2 separate regions of the Drosophila melanogaster genome follow, and region 1 is linked to region 2. A link is a contact called in public Hi-C data. All regions are on one chromosome and are shown on one strand. The core of a region is the stretch at or near the end of the contact, and the rest is flanking DNA. Distances in the headings are between cores, read along the strand shown. Region 1 overlaps Ptp99A (Protein tyrosine phosphatase 99A). Region 2 holds the start of lncRNA:CR45547 (long non-coding RNA:CR45547).

Region 1 (3,856 bases), core at 1,100-3,599, 74 kb before region 2:
TTCTATTAGGCCCAAATGGAAGGGGGTGGGGGCAGCTGGGCCAAAGTTGCTGCCTAAGCCGCAGGAAATCCCCAGAAAGCGACGCCCGTCTGCACCTGCCAGCTCACCTTGGCACATCCACATGCCAACATATAGCCAAATAAAAATTGAAAGGAACGTGAAAAATTCGGAAATTACTGAGTTATGCCAGCTGTCGCAAAAATCCCGAGTTATATTTTCGCTACCGGTGAAAGCAGCTTATATATATATACATATACCCGGAGAAGGGAAAATCCATACGGGCGAGTGCCATCGTATTTTCGTTTTTATCGAATCTCTGATTTTATTCCGTTTCCGGCCAATCCCGTTCCCCGTGACGCCGGCAAAGGATTTTCCGCTGAATTTTATGCTAATTATGCCGCTAAGCTCTTGGGCAACTTTCAAAAGAGTTTCGAGTCTTAGCGCGCCTTAAAAAACTTCCTTCGCTAAATCCGGGCACAATATTTGGCCAAGACGCGCTTATGCAAACAGATTTGCGCTGACTGCAGGAAATTAAATTCGCTCGTCCGACTGCCGCTTTTCCGATAAATTCGCACACGTTGGACTTCTTTATCCGCCCGGATTTATTTATGACCGACTGCTTATAATTTACGTTCCGCCGACTTTAGCCGGCCGGCGACTATGGCATCAACACTTCCGTTCCACCAGCGGCGGCGTCTGGTGATACCAAGTGAGACGCCTCCAGCGGAAATCCACGTGGCGGTCCAGGATCGAAGGAGCCGGGGGATTCAACAATAGAAAGCGAGACCAGCAGGATACAGCAACGATTTTGATACCCCTCTTTGTATCTACGAAACCAGCTTGATTGTTATTTCTTATTTGTGATGTATTTCTAGATTTTTTCTAGGAAGGCAAGCAAGTTACTTATGACAGCATGTTTCATTCCTTGGAACTATATTTTTAGTAGTAACTCAAAGATTTCATTGGCTTCTTAAAGCAGTATACCCCAAAATACCCCACAAGTAGGGGGTACGAAAAAGGGGAAAGAACCGAACCGAAGTAAAAAAGTAGAAAGGACATGCCTGGGCAGTTTTTGTTGCTGACTGAGCAGCATTTGGCGAAAGTTTAAGTAAGCAATATTTATTTTCTATTTCTATTTGCTTGGCCGAGTGTTCTACCATTTCAATACCAGTTCGCACACCGAACTGCGGTCTGTAGCGGATTTCGAGATGCCGGGCAAGAAGCTGGATGCTTTTTCCTCATCCGGGCAAAAAGGGTGGGAAAAATATGAAAAATTGCAACATATTTTCCTTAGCCTCTGGCCGGAGTTAAACTTTTATTTGTTTGCTTCATTGCATGGCAGAGGCATTTTGTGGTTGAGCGAATCTCAAAGTTGCTGCTCTGCTTTGCCCTCCACTCGCATCTGTGAAACCATGGAAATGTTGCAGGGAACTGAAAAACTAAAAGTGCACACAAAGGCGAATTTATTTCTGAAGCTGCTGCATCTGCATCTTGTACTGCATTTGATATGCGATATACACACCATATAACCCCCCCATTTTTTCTGGCATTTTCGGGGTCGGATTGGTCACTTGTCTGGCATGTCAATAAGCCGTAATATTTGGAATTTTGCGGGTCCCAGATATGTGAAAAATAGTTGGGGCGATCGACTTATTGACTTGTGGCCATCGTTTGCATGCCTGACATGCCGAATTCCCCAGCGAGGTCACTGTGCGGCATGCATCATTGATATTGTTCGAGATCTGGGGAATTTGCATTGCATTCTGCCCCGCAAAAGGGTGCTGCCTGCCACTCTACCACTCACCTCCTTCGTCGGTCATCACCAGGATGGTGGTCTCCGGTCCCAGACCCTCGGGATTGAACACCTGCACTGTCACCTTGTACTGCGTGTACGTCTGTAGGTTTTGAATTTCATGGCTCTGCAAGAGATGGGGGAATTTTCATTTAAATTATTAGTTTGTGTAGAAGCTCATATATAATTACTTTAGTTATACTATAAGTTACTAAAAGGGCGAAGGAATTCTTTTTGAATTCCGATTATTAATTCTTTCTATGCCATAACTTCAAATTTTCGTATTAAATCTATGGAAAAATTTCCAATTAAGAACCCATTTCGATGTTATTTTGTTTTTGGCTGCACACACACCAAAGGACTTTTCGTTTGTTGGCCATCGAAGGCGCTTAACAAAATAAAGTGGGGCACTTGCAGCAAGTGCTTCTCTGCAGCAGCAGCAGCAGCAGCAGCAACGCCACCCACTGCAGCACCACCCAATCGCACAACCCCCGCCAACTCCCCTCTCATCCATTTGCCCATCAGCATTGTGCATGCTTGGAGCGGAAATTGCGCGTTGCATACTTTTGTGCGTTGCCGTTGGCAAATATGAAAATTGCAGCACTTAAAATTGATTTGCAGTGCTGCGATGTCGGTGCAAAAGGAAATTGAGTTGCTTGGGCAACGAGCAGTAGTCTTTGCCTTAATTGCCACTACACATACAGTCACAGCGTACACAGTGCGAAAAAGAAGACATGAATGGGAAAAAGGCTTGTGTAATAACTTGTCTCTTACTGAGAAATTCAAAGGAAGTACACGCATTCAAATCAAATGAGTATTTATGACACTCCTCGACTTGATTACCAACACCAAGGACATATACTTTTAAAGTCCTCATATTCTCGAACTTTTCTGTGCGTGCATGCCAAGGACTTTGCCATAATGGAGTCCGTTCCGGTGGCTTTGTATGTGAATTTCGCGAACGGCGGCTGATTAAGGTTTTAACCAAAGGTCAAAAGCAGTGCCAAACCATAAAACAAGCCGCAGACTTAGAGTGGCTCGCAATGGCCCAAAGCAGCGCACATGTGAATGCGAATCTATGTGCTCGCAAATGGTCAGTTGCCTTGGGCAACAAAATTATGTAGCATACATTAGAGCGCCGACTGCCCGAATTTGCCTGCTGGTGTGCATGTGTGTGTGTGTGTGTGTGTGTGTGCGAGCCCGTCTGCGGTCCCACCGCAAAACCAACGGGTTCTCGACTGTGCGAACTCTAGGCATGTGCTTAGCAGCGGATTGACTGCCATGCCAACAGCTTAAGTGGCTGCTTTCGGCTTTTCAGACGGCGCCAGCCACAGTCGCAGTTATTTCCGCCAAAAGTGTGATATCTTATCCACAGCTGCGGTCAAGATTATAGTTCTTAGACAATTAACAATGTATGTTTGCAAATGTTTCTAAACAGTTCGTATCTTTTACCTTCTACTTCAAGATACTTCTTAGAATACCGAAATAGTTTATATGCCGACTGGCAGTATAACTTTAACCGCCACTGTGCTAAGAACTGCGTGCATAAAACTAAGCGCTCGGATTTAGTGTTTGTATATGGTGGGCGGTCATATAATGCCATTTTATTAAGTCGCCAGTAAATGAGGCCGAAAATTTACAACTGCTTTTATTTTTATGGTCAGCTGAAAGTTGGAAACGCCAGAGGGCGGGCCGCGTAATTGATATAATGTAATTGATAAAGTTGCCAACTTCCTGCCATATTGCATAAGTTGGCAAAGTGTGAAGCAGTGGGGTATAAGCATCTAAATATTCTCTGCGTTAATTAGTGCTAGAGAACTGGAAACGAAGTGAGCATCTAGCTGGTAGAAGGATGAAATTTAGAACTACAAACAGATCGAAAATTTCGCCTGTCAAACAAATCGCAATGCCTCTAACAAAAACCTCACAATTTTTCCCAACTGAATTTGCTCTTTTATCTGCAGAGTATTTTTTCCCACTTGTTCATCAACAATATCAGTGTCGGACTACGCTTTTTCGCCTCCATTTTTGTTATATTTTTTTTTTTTATTTTTTCTGTACTTT
Region 2 (3,821 bases), core at 406-2,905:
TTCCATATTTGATCGGACACCGGCTTTATCCTCTGGTAAGCCCACAAAAGTCTGTGTAGGAGGCGAACAGTAAATCATTTCCATAATATATATCACACGATTTCTTTTTGCCGGGGGCGGGGCATAATTTAATCGAAGGCAATAAATTGGCATTTAAATGTAATAAAGACGGGGAATATAATTATGGCTGGGGGGGAAAGTCCCACGCTTTCATTACGTAATGCCAATGGCATTTCCCACTCCCAATCATACAATTTATGTACAACTTTTGGTGCAGAATTATGCACACATTTTCAACGCCGGACTTCAGACTCCATTTGCTTGGCCCGCGGCTCGCGTCGAATTGTTATGGCCAACGAATGACAGTTAAGTGACATTTAACGGTTAATAAGCCTGACAGATTTACAACTGTCAGCAGCGTTTAAAAATAATGAACATCAACATCAGCGACGGAAGAGACAAAAAAAAAAAAAAATGGCCGGACTTTCGCCATCTCGAATAGCCAAAGCGATTTGGCCAAATTGACTGCGCAAAGTGAATTATTAATGTCATGTAGGGGCTCAGACAGGCTGGGAAAATCGGAAAAACTGCGGGGCGGGGGTGTAAGAGTAGGGAAAGCTATCGGGGCGGCACTAAATGTGCGTCTATTTAGTTCCAAGTGCTGAAAATTTACTGTGCGTATTAAATAAATGCGATTTTCCGGCACGTGAACCGAACTTAGAACCAGGACCAGAGCCCAAAAGCGAAAAGGAAAACCCAGGAAGAGACGGGAAAAACAAGAAAAGCCGAGCGAAAACTTAACCAAAACAAAACACAATCGGGCAGCACGAGTGGGGGGCGGGGGAGCGGGGGAGCGGGGAATAGGACAGCGGCAAGGACAACGCTCATAAAACATAAATTTAATTTATGTGCAATTTTAGCAAGTCGTATAAATTTCCCCAGCCCAAAGGACGAAAAAAAAAATAAAAAAGAAACAAACCGAATTCCACAGCGGCACCGGCCAGCTGGGCAAGGAAAATGTCCTTGAAAATGTCGCATTGTTGTTCTTATTTATAGCTCAAAGCCCGGGTGCTGAAAGGGTTTTTCCGAGAGGGTTTCCCTGTTGGAAAATATATTTATTTCTGGCCATATTCGTAGCTGCACTTGCACACACGATGTTTCGGGTTTCTCTTGAATGTTAATGAATTGCTACAAATTCAGAGGGTGGCATGCCCCATGGCAAAGAGTTCAGAGTCCTTGTTCAAATCAAATATTAATTAAGCCTAAATCTGGATTTGACTGCAGATCCGCTAGGCGAAGTGCATGTTGTTGTTGTTAATTAGTAAATTTAATGCGGGAATGCATTTTTACCATGGCAGCTGCCCCCGGGGCCTCCAATGCATTTCATTTTCTAAGCAAACATATTCCGAATTCAATTTGCAGCACATTTAATTTGCCATTTTGGCCATTTGTGAGCCCAAAAGTTGCCGGAACTCGACAATGCAAATATGTAATAACAGCAATGCCAACATGGCCAAAGTTGCTCTCTCTTTTTGTGGCAGTAATTTGCCTGGCAGAAGAAATTGGCACAGATAAAGTCCAGCACAACTGCTCAACGCAGTGCACCTTGGAAAATTTGTTTTGCCTAGAATTTGATTGTCAAACTGGTTTAACTGTCCAGATTTGTTGGCCAAACTTTCGGCAGCCTAACAACAGTCAGATGAGTAAACAGTTTTCCAATTGCAAGAAAACTTTCCATTTGCCCGAGAAAGGCAAACATTCTTCGCCTGTGATCACAGGATCATGCAGTGCCTGGAAAAGTTTTTCGGTTTCCGAAAACAGGATACATTAGCCCCTAGAAGGCAGCGTCTAATTGCTTTGGCCACAAATCAACAAATCTTCGTCTTACCTGAAAGTGTGGAATTTATGGCAACATCTGCAGATTCTTCGGCGCTTTGGCGGCCATAAAATCATTTTGCGGTCACTGAGCAGCGTGGAAATGGGAAAAACTGGGCGGAAAGTGGGCGAAAAGTGTCGCTCTTTAAAGCGAAATAAGAAATTTATGAAGTTCCAACCCGATGTTCCCTTATTCTGGACGACGACACGTACTCTCAATCCCAGTCACAATTTTCCAGCTGGTCTTGTTTCTGGGCCACATCTAATTCATTTGGGAAAGTTATTTATTGTATTATTTACCACTTGAGCCCGAAACTTTGTCAATTGTTTGTGTTTGCCGACCAGAAAGTTTGTGCCAAAGACACCAGGAATATCTGCCTTTGAATATCTGGTTTCTTTTTTTTTTTCTCTCTTTTGTGGCTTTCATTTAGCACTTTAATATTGATGTTGCAATGGTGAAAAATTCACAAAAGATACTCCACTGCCTGTTTTTTTTAAGCTCTGCCAGCTGTTATGAATGATTTTTTCATATATGGGCTAGGACCTTTTTAAACAGTCATAGTGTTTAAAAATTGATGGGCAGCGACATGAAAATTGGACGACAGCACTTTGAAGAGATTTTCCCCAATTTAATGACAACGGAGACAGGCGAATTGCAATCGTTGATTGGGGCTTAATTCGAGTGAGATTGACAGCTTGTTATTCGCGAATTTCGGTGCCATCAGCCATCACATTATTCTCACAGTAATAATCATCAACCTGCAGACACGAGTACACTTTGCATTCATTATCCCATAGACAAGAATTTTGTAAATTGTCTGTGCAAATGTAATTAGATTTCGCTTTGAGCAAATAGGCCAACAAAAAAAAATAATGCGACACAGCCGCCAGGAATCCGCGACAAGCCGCAATCCACCCCTTCAACCAAACCGCATCCTTCGTTATCTGTGAAAAGCCACAAGTAGAAGGGGTTGGGTAAAGGAAAAGCCATCCCCTTTTCCCATATTTTCAGAGTGTTTACCTTGGAGTGTGATCTGCACTTAATTAATATGATATTCGTAAGCCACTCAGCATCTTTTGTATCCTTGTATCCTTCAGTTGCCCGGACAACGAGCGCTTTTCGCTGTTTTGTTGTTCTCGGCGGATTAATTAGCATATGTAAATGAAAAATCAAAACTCAGCCACTTATCAAAGGAGCAGCAGCTGCAGGGTTGTTTGCCATCTGCATCACCGTCTTGGCGCTGTTCGTCCTTTTGGTCCTTTTCGGTAATCGCTCCGTGTGGCAAACACGCACGTTGCGACAGTTAAGATGATGGCAAGCAGCTCGTAAATGACTCACAACTCCCAGAAAGATAGTTACGAAAATAGTCTTGGCCTGCAGCGATTGCAGCCGGGCTTTATTTTATTTAATTTAATTAAAGCCACCGCAGACAGCGCTGCGGACAGGCACGTTGACAAACCCACAGCCTAGTGGCAGCCTCATTTAAATACAAATAATTTATGAATGCGAATCCCTGCTGTCTCCGCCGGTGAGTTTCGCGAACCAGCTGCGTGAGGATTTTCATATTTTTTATTTATTTTTAATGCTGACGCTGCATTAAATGCTTTTTAACTTATTTGCCGCTGGCACTCGTCCACCATCAACTGGCCACCGCTCCTTCTCCTTCGCATTATATTCCGCTTTATTCCGACAACATTAAGCAGATTACATATACGCTGAGATTATTAAAAAGTTAAGAACTTAAAGTGCCGCATAATGAGATGCAATAGCATTTGCATTCATACTCAATGCATTTAATTAATGCGCCGCCCGTTTGCTTTGCCCCACATCGCGCATACGCAGCGTTGCCCGTCCGCGATCGATCCCCATTAATTGCGAGAAGCGGTTACCGCAGCTGCCCAGTTCTGCGGCGACATTTAATAACGATTCATGGCCTCAGTATATT

Evidence for each region. Hi-C and Micro-C count contacts between places; a contact is called where the count stands out from the background.
Region 1: a Hi-C map of the Kc167 cell line shows a contact between it and region 2, with 3 times the contacts expected there. A contact is called at or near these places in 24 of 107 Hi-C or Micro-C datasets (the Clone 8 cell line, the Kc167 cell line, the OSC cell line and 9 more).

Annotation. Positions count from the first base shown.
Region 1 is chr3R:29,429,189-29,433,044 of dm6, reverse strand. Ptp99A (Protein tyrosine phosphatase 99A) reads right to left here. Exons shown (of 19, transcript NM_143434.5): 8 at 1,805-1,919. Among named protein-coding and RNA genes, the nearest start is that of lncRNA:CR44022, 28 kb to the left of the region's middle.
Region 2 is chr3R:29,354,605-29,358,425 of dm6, reverse strand. lncRNA:CR45547 (long non-coding RNA:CR45547) reads left to right here and starts at 1,655. Exons shown (of 1, transcript NR_125291.1): 1 at 1,655-2,278.